2 separate regions of the Mus musculus genome follow, and region 1 is linked to region 2. The links are chromatin contacts, called in public promoter capture Hi-C maps. All regions are on one chromosome and are shown on one strand. Each heading gives the region's core, a stretch centred on a gene start, on an enhancer-like site or on the middle of the called end of the contact. The rest is flanking DNA. Distances are from core to core; before and after follow the strand shown. Region 1 holds the start of Slc24a5 (solute carrier family 24, member 5). Region 2 has its middle 380 kb from the start of Gm34430.

Region 1 (2,978 bases), core at 101-2,600, 1.8 Mb before region 2:
ATCTACAGCGCCACAGGCTTTGCGTATCTGAGCTTATCTTCAGAATCTACTAACACTTTGCACCCAGGGTTGTTATTACCTGATAGCTGAGGTCCCATTACTTGGAGTTTAGAATTTATTTACTTATTGGTTCATGAATTTCAGTTCTCTTAACTGCAGGATGCCAGTCAAGGAGTAGAGAGAAAGGAGGTCCTTGGCCACATCTCCTTCTGCCCCACTCACAGAGCCCAAGTGAAAAGGGTTTGAAATAGAAAACAGTGAGGACCAGGCACCCAGTGGTACAAAAAACCGGGGGGGGGGGGTGCTGTTCCTTAACAGCCCCTGGGGTGCTGGAACAAAAGGAACCTTCTGGAAGCTAGCCATGTATAATAACAACTGAAAAAAACGTGCTTCTGCCTGGACTCCCAGGATGGACCCCACAGAACCCCAGGACAGACATGGGTGCTCTGCCACCAGCTGAGATGGACACATCTGTGTGACAACAGCTCTTCCGGAAGGTCATAGGAGACCTTCCCGGCAACTTACAGTCACTGATGATTTCCAGGGAGGGCAAGAAGTACTTGTCGCAGACGATGGAGATGGCCATGCACATGTAGAGGATAATGAGGAAGTAGATTACGATACCTCCATCCGTGCTCTCCTGCTTGGTGAAGAACCCTTCGGGAAACTCCGATGCTGGAGAGACAGCACATTGCGTGCTGTTTCCTGCCGAGGAAAAGGAAAAGATCACAAGATGTGGGAGTCACACGTCTGAAGCCCACAAAGCCTAAACTGGGGTATTTGGGAGGGATATGGGGAAGTTGGTGGAAATACGAGTATGATTCAAAGCCTTAGATAGCCTTTGTAAGAGATTATTTCATGAAATAAGCTGATAGAAGAGAGTTGGAGGGAGGCATTATTACAGCGCCTCTCTGTGTCTGCTTCTAAATGGGAAGAATGCACTGATCATGTCTCCAACAATAAGAAGAGCAGCCCTGTCCACCCCTTGGTCTCTGAACTACTACAGAACGCTCTTGAGGACGCATTGGCTGATCAAGAGCGCTTCCCATCCTCGGCAGGGCTCCGAAGCAGAGCAGATACAGCAGGAGTCGGGGATGGGGAGGGGGCAAGGCCATTCCCCTCTCCATCCCACATCTCTACGTGGGACTGGGGTGTCTGGGCCCACTGCCACCTACCTGTGGCCCTTGGGAGGCGCGGGGGCAGGGAGACACCACGGACAGGCAGGTATGCAGAGACCCAAAAGATCCCCAGCAGCAGGACCCTCCTTGTCCAAGTTGGGCCCCATTTTGTCCGCATTTCCAGCGTGCTCTTTGCAGTGTGTGGTTCAGGAAGGGAGCAAGGGAGACTTATGCTGAATCATGTGAGCAGTCTCCTTCCTCCCCAGTGCCTGCGGGGGGAGGGGGGTGTCGCAGCTTAGGAGGCCAGCAAGGGAGACAGCCTGGCTTCTCTGATCAGGAGATCCAAGTCCTAGGGAAGTTGGAAGAGTTAGGGAGGGGTGCAGATAAACACCGACTACAGCTGTTTCCATGCGGGACTCTGATGGCAGGCCCAGGCAGTCTGCAATTCTGCTCATGCCGGATCTCTTTAATATCTTCACACAGACTCTGCCTTTGACTTCCTCTAGATTTGAGAGGACCTGGGTTTGCTTGATGCTGTCCCCCCCCCCCCCCCCCCGCCCTCCACCCCCTTCCCAATAGCCGTTGTTTCTAGGAATTATTTGGGCAGGTGTATATATACTCTGCCTACCAGGGCACGCTTTGTAATTTTATTTGGATGTTCATCTACAGTTAGAGCCAGAGACAGAAAGGTCAATTAGGAGGTGACTGTAACAGTTGAACTGGGAAATGAGGGCCGCGTGAGTGAAGGTGGCAGCTATGGGGATTGAGAGCCGCCCACAGCGCCACGAACTATTCAGGAGACAGACTGGATGCTGTTTGATCATAGATCAGCTGTGCTTTTTGCCAGAAGGAGCTGTATAAAATGCTAATTGGACAAGGCAGACAGCATTCAAATGCATTCTGTAGTTTGCCAAGATCCTGAAAACCTGTAGCCGTGGAGCAACCTGTGGCTGATGGCACAGGGTCTGGGGGAGACCACAAGGGTGGTTGAGTTCAAGCAATGTTTCTTAGCTGTGTGACCTTAGGCAAGTACTTAACCTCTCTGTTCCTTCCTTCCACTATCTATAAGGCAGAGATCACCTCTCTTTTGGTTTGGTGCGTACTATATGGCAAATGTAACCTTTGTAGGACAGTCTCTTCCGTGGGGCCATTGTTCTGTTATTCTGTCACCTGTCTGGCATTACTTATTTCTTGGACTGAGATTAAAAACTGCCATGAAGAAATTCTGTAGCTTTGCAACTGTTATGATTCCTTTGCTTTGTACATAAAATTGGTGTGACAGGAATGTATTATATGCACATATGCAATATCAAACAATGAATTAACTGATAAATTAAAAATCAAGGTGCCAAGCCTTTGATGTAGAGCTTGTTGCATCTGGTGTAAAAGAGTGAGCTGCTCCTGGCTGTTCATGAGCTTGCGCTGTTTAAAAACCACCCAGCACCTTCCTGGTGGAAACCTCTCTGACACTCAGCTTTCCGGATGTGCCCTGTGGAGCCGAGACTGGGATGCCTGGTCACTGAGGCACGGGCATAGAAGCTATAGGAGTCTGTTCTCAGCAAGTGGAGCAGAGCCCTCCTTGAACTCTCAGAACCAGCTCCAGGGGAGTGGGCCACTGGGTGCTGACTGCTTTGTGATCTCCCCCTCAAAACCCAATATATAAACCAGTTTACAGAACAAAAGCATCGCTCACAATTGAAGTGTCAGCAACAGCAGAAGCAAACACAGAATGTTCAACACAAGTCAAACAAGCTAAATAAGGAAGCAAATACCAATAGATACAAGCCCATGTTTGACACAGAGCAGAAATCTGCAGCACATAGTGGGCCCACAGGGAACACTAGTTGGTTGATTAAAGAG
Region 2 (3,120 bases), core at 474-2,973:
TACTTCAGCTTCAGTTTAAGGAGGCATAGTCATGGTGGTAGGGAATGCCTAGCAGCAGGTCAGGAGGCCAGATGGTCACACTGCTTTCAGGGTCTGGAAGCAAAGACCAAGCAGAAAATGGTGCTGAGCTGTAAGATCTCAAAACCCACCCTGACCCAGTGCTTCCCCTTTTCCAGCAAGACTTCACCAATTAAAGGTTCTACATCCTTCTGAAACAGCATCGTCAGCTAAGGACCAAATATACAAACATCAAACAGGTGAGTCTGTGAAGGACATTCTTTTTTATTTTTATTTTTTATGAGAAAGGGAGAAAGGGGATGTGGTGTTGGATGGGTGGGGAGACAGGGAGGATCTGGGAAGAGTAGTTACAGGAGGAGAAAAGCATTATCAGAACACAGTGTATGCAAATTTTTTTTAATTAAATAGAAAAGAAGAAGAAATAGAAGCAACCAAGCTACTTTTGGGAGATAGGAGTCAGCACACAGAAGTGACAACCTCCAACAAATCATGTATCCTTTTTGAATAACGCCAATTTTGATCCACATGTTCCTTCAAACTGAAATAGGACACAGCTTTCCCTACTACTGGGTCTCTGAAAAAAGATGTTTGTCAATGTTGTATGTAACTATGAGAAACAAAATAGGATATAGCAACAACAAAATACCCCAAATATACACATTAGTAACATACCTACTTAATGTTACTGAAGCATGTCTATCTCCCTGTTCCAAAGTGTCCTTATTAATCTTCGATAACATCAGTGGCATCAGATCCTATCCAGACTGGATTCTAGCAGAGGACTTTTCAAATTTTAATATGCATAATATGCATATGAATCACCTGGGGATCTTGTTAAAATGCAAATTCTGATTCTGTAGGTCTGAGGCAGGACCCAAGGATTCAACACTGTAATAAGCTCCCAAGTGAGGTGGAGGCTCAGGTCTGCACCTACACCAGCAAGATGTCAGGGAACAATCTGGAAATGTCAGTCTAAGGTAGCACCAAGCCCACACTACCAGCAACAAAGCAGTGTGCAATTCTCAAACTTTTGCCAGCTTACCTTGAAATAGTCTCTCTGGGTGTGGTGCTATCTCTGTAGTTTACATTTCTGGTTCTGAGTTTATCTAGTAAGGAGGTCCCGTGTGCCTCAAGCCACATACCACCCCTGTGTCTGCCTCGAGCTTCTAATGGCTATTCCCGATGGGGAAGGCACTAGCTTTATAGAGACTTTGTCAGTGATGTCAGCAGCCACCGGTGCAATCCTGGCTCTCATCTGTTCCTTTCCATACCCTGTTCACATGTGTTTTTTTAGGTTGCAAAGACTTGCTCAACTTTTAGATAAAGATTTTTTTTTCTCTTGATTTGGGTTTGAATCTAGGCAAAAGACTCTTCAGGTTATGGGTCTCATGAGTAGTTATAAGACCCAGCTTCATCTCACAAACTGGCTTGCTGTTTGAGGTTTTCGCCAATATCTCAGAGCATAAGTCCATTGCTCCTGTTTAAAACTGACCCCACCGTGTTCAGTCCTCCACTGATCTCAGTTTATCAATTGAGTAATGACTCCGATTTAAGATATTTATGGAGCAAAGATAACTACATCCTTTGCTCCCCATAAAGGTTCAAACATTTCCTCCTCCTGCATCTGCCAAGAATTCTCCATCCGGCCTAGCCAGATTTCCCTGCCCTGTAGAGAAAATCTTGCCAGCTCTCTGCTGCCCTCTCATGGTATCTGTTAGTACAGCGTTCATATCTGCCCTTGACTGATCCTAACGGACTCCAGGGATGCAACACCTTTGTGGAGCCTGCAGATCAAACTAGCACGGCCAACTAGACGTCTACCAACGTTTTTTACTATTTTCTTTCAAATACAGATGACGAACATCCATAACAGAATTTTGCTTCTAACCTTGAAATTCATAAAAGCACAAAGGAGGGGAACTCTGGGGCATGTTTTAAAGATGAAAGAAAAGCCCATTTGGCTAACCAGTGCCTGTAGCCTAGCCGGAAGGATTTCAAGAGATCTTGTTCCCTGGGCTCCACACTAGTTCAGAAGAATATAAATGTCTTAGGGTGGTCCTAATGGCTTATATTTCAGCAGCATTCCTGGTGATTCCAACGAATATGAAGAGTGCCTCTGTTGGGCTGTACATAAGGCATAGGCATGCTATGAAGTGAATATGTAATATGTGAAGCTCACATATTACAGAAGGCTGGTCATATTAGATTTGTTAAGAAAAAAAAAAAAGCTAACCAGTTTTCACGAACCATCCCCCAGAAAAACCCAGAACAAAAAGAGATCTTGCTTTGTGTCTAGTGTTTGCTGAGCAGTTCGTGGACTTCAAGCAACCCTATTCTACACTGTTCAGACTGCCTCTGTGCTTAGCATTAAATCTTCACACTGGTGCACAGAGGACAAAAAGCCCTGTCTGTGTGATGCCCTTCCACTCTGTCCACTCAGGGAAGGCGTCTCTCTTAATGTCATGCTCTGCAAGCTGTATACTCCTCTCCTCAGTCAGCTACTTCTGTGGAGCAGACATAGATGTTGGAAGTTTGGATGGGTGAGACAAACAGGCAAGAATGCACGTTACATAGCTGCATTCTTCAGCTGGCTTGTCCACCCAGCTTTGTGCTCCAATTGGCTTGTCCTGCTAATGTTGTATCTGCCATGTCCAAACTGCATGAAAACTCATGTCTGTCCTCAACTCTGATCTTATCTGTTCAGCAGTAGCACTCTCCTGCCCAAGCCCTGTCACCAACTCTTGGTTCCTTAGTTGTGTACAGTAGGTTGCATTCATCATAGCATCATTGTCTTTGCATCAAAACATTGGGTTAAATTCTCCACCTCACTAACCTAGATTGCCTCTCATCTTTCTTCTACTTCTGTGTAACCCAGAAAAGGCAGTGGATAATACATTGCATGCTTATTCACAGTGGGGGTTCAGTAATACTTGCCAAGGGTATTTCCTCTAAGTAGCAGCAGTCCAATACTTGGAAATAAAATTCAAGTCCTGCTCAAGCTCAGCTGATTCTGATTCTGCCCCATCAAGGATTCTTGCCCAGCATCCCTTACTCCTCTGACACCAGACTCCTCTATGCTTCTTGCTTCTTGTATCACACAGG

What was found. Promoter capture Hi-C pulls out the DNA fragments that hold promoters and counts their contacts.
Region 1: a promoter capture Hi-C map of hippocampal neurons shows a contact between it and region 2, with 8 times the contacts expected there. The contact joins the promoter of Slc24a5 here to the enhancer-like site in region 2. A contact is called at or near these places in 7 of 39 promoter capture datasets (the 3T3-L1 cell line, embryonic stem cells, hippocampal neurons and 3 more), 1 of 115 datasets of contacts at active chromatin or transcription factors (bone marrow-derived dendritic cells) and 2 of 9 other capture datasets (adipose tissue and liver).

What each region holds. Positions count from the first base shown.
Region 1 is chr2:125,066,499-125,069,476 of GRCm38.p6, reverse strand. Slc24a5 (solute carrier family 24, member 5) reads right to left here and starts at 1,350. Exons shown (of 9, transcript NM_175034.3): 1 at 1,176-1,350; 2 at 526-705. The coding sequence starts at 1,296.
Region 2 is chr2:123,311,009-123,314,128 of GRCm38.p6, reverse strand. No RefSeq gene overlaps it. Among named protein-coding and RNA genes, the nearest start is that of Gm34430, 380 kb to the right of the region's middle. Within about 2 kb of position 1,723, at least 14 of the 459 cell types and tissues checked have an H3K27ac peak or open chromatin away from gene starts, as enhancers often do. A contact at or near this core is called in hippocampal neurons, where this site is marked.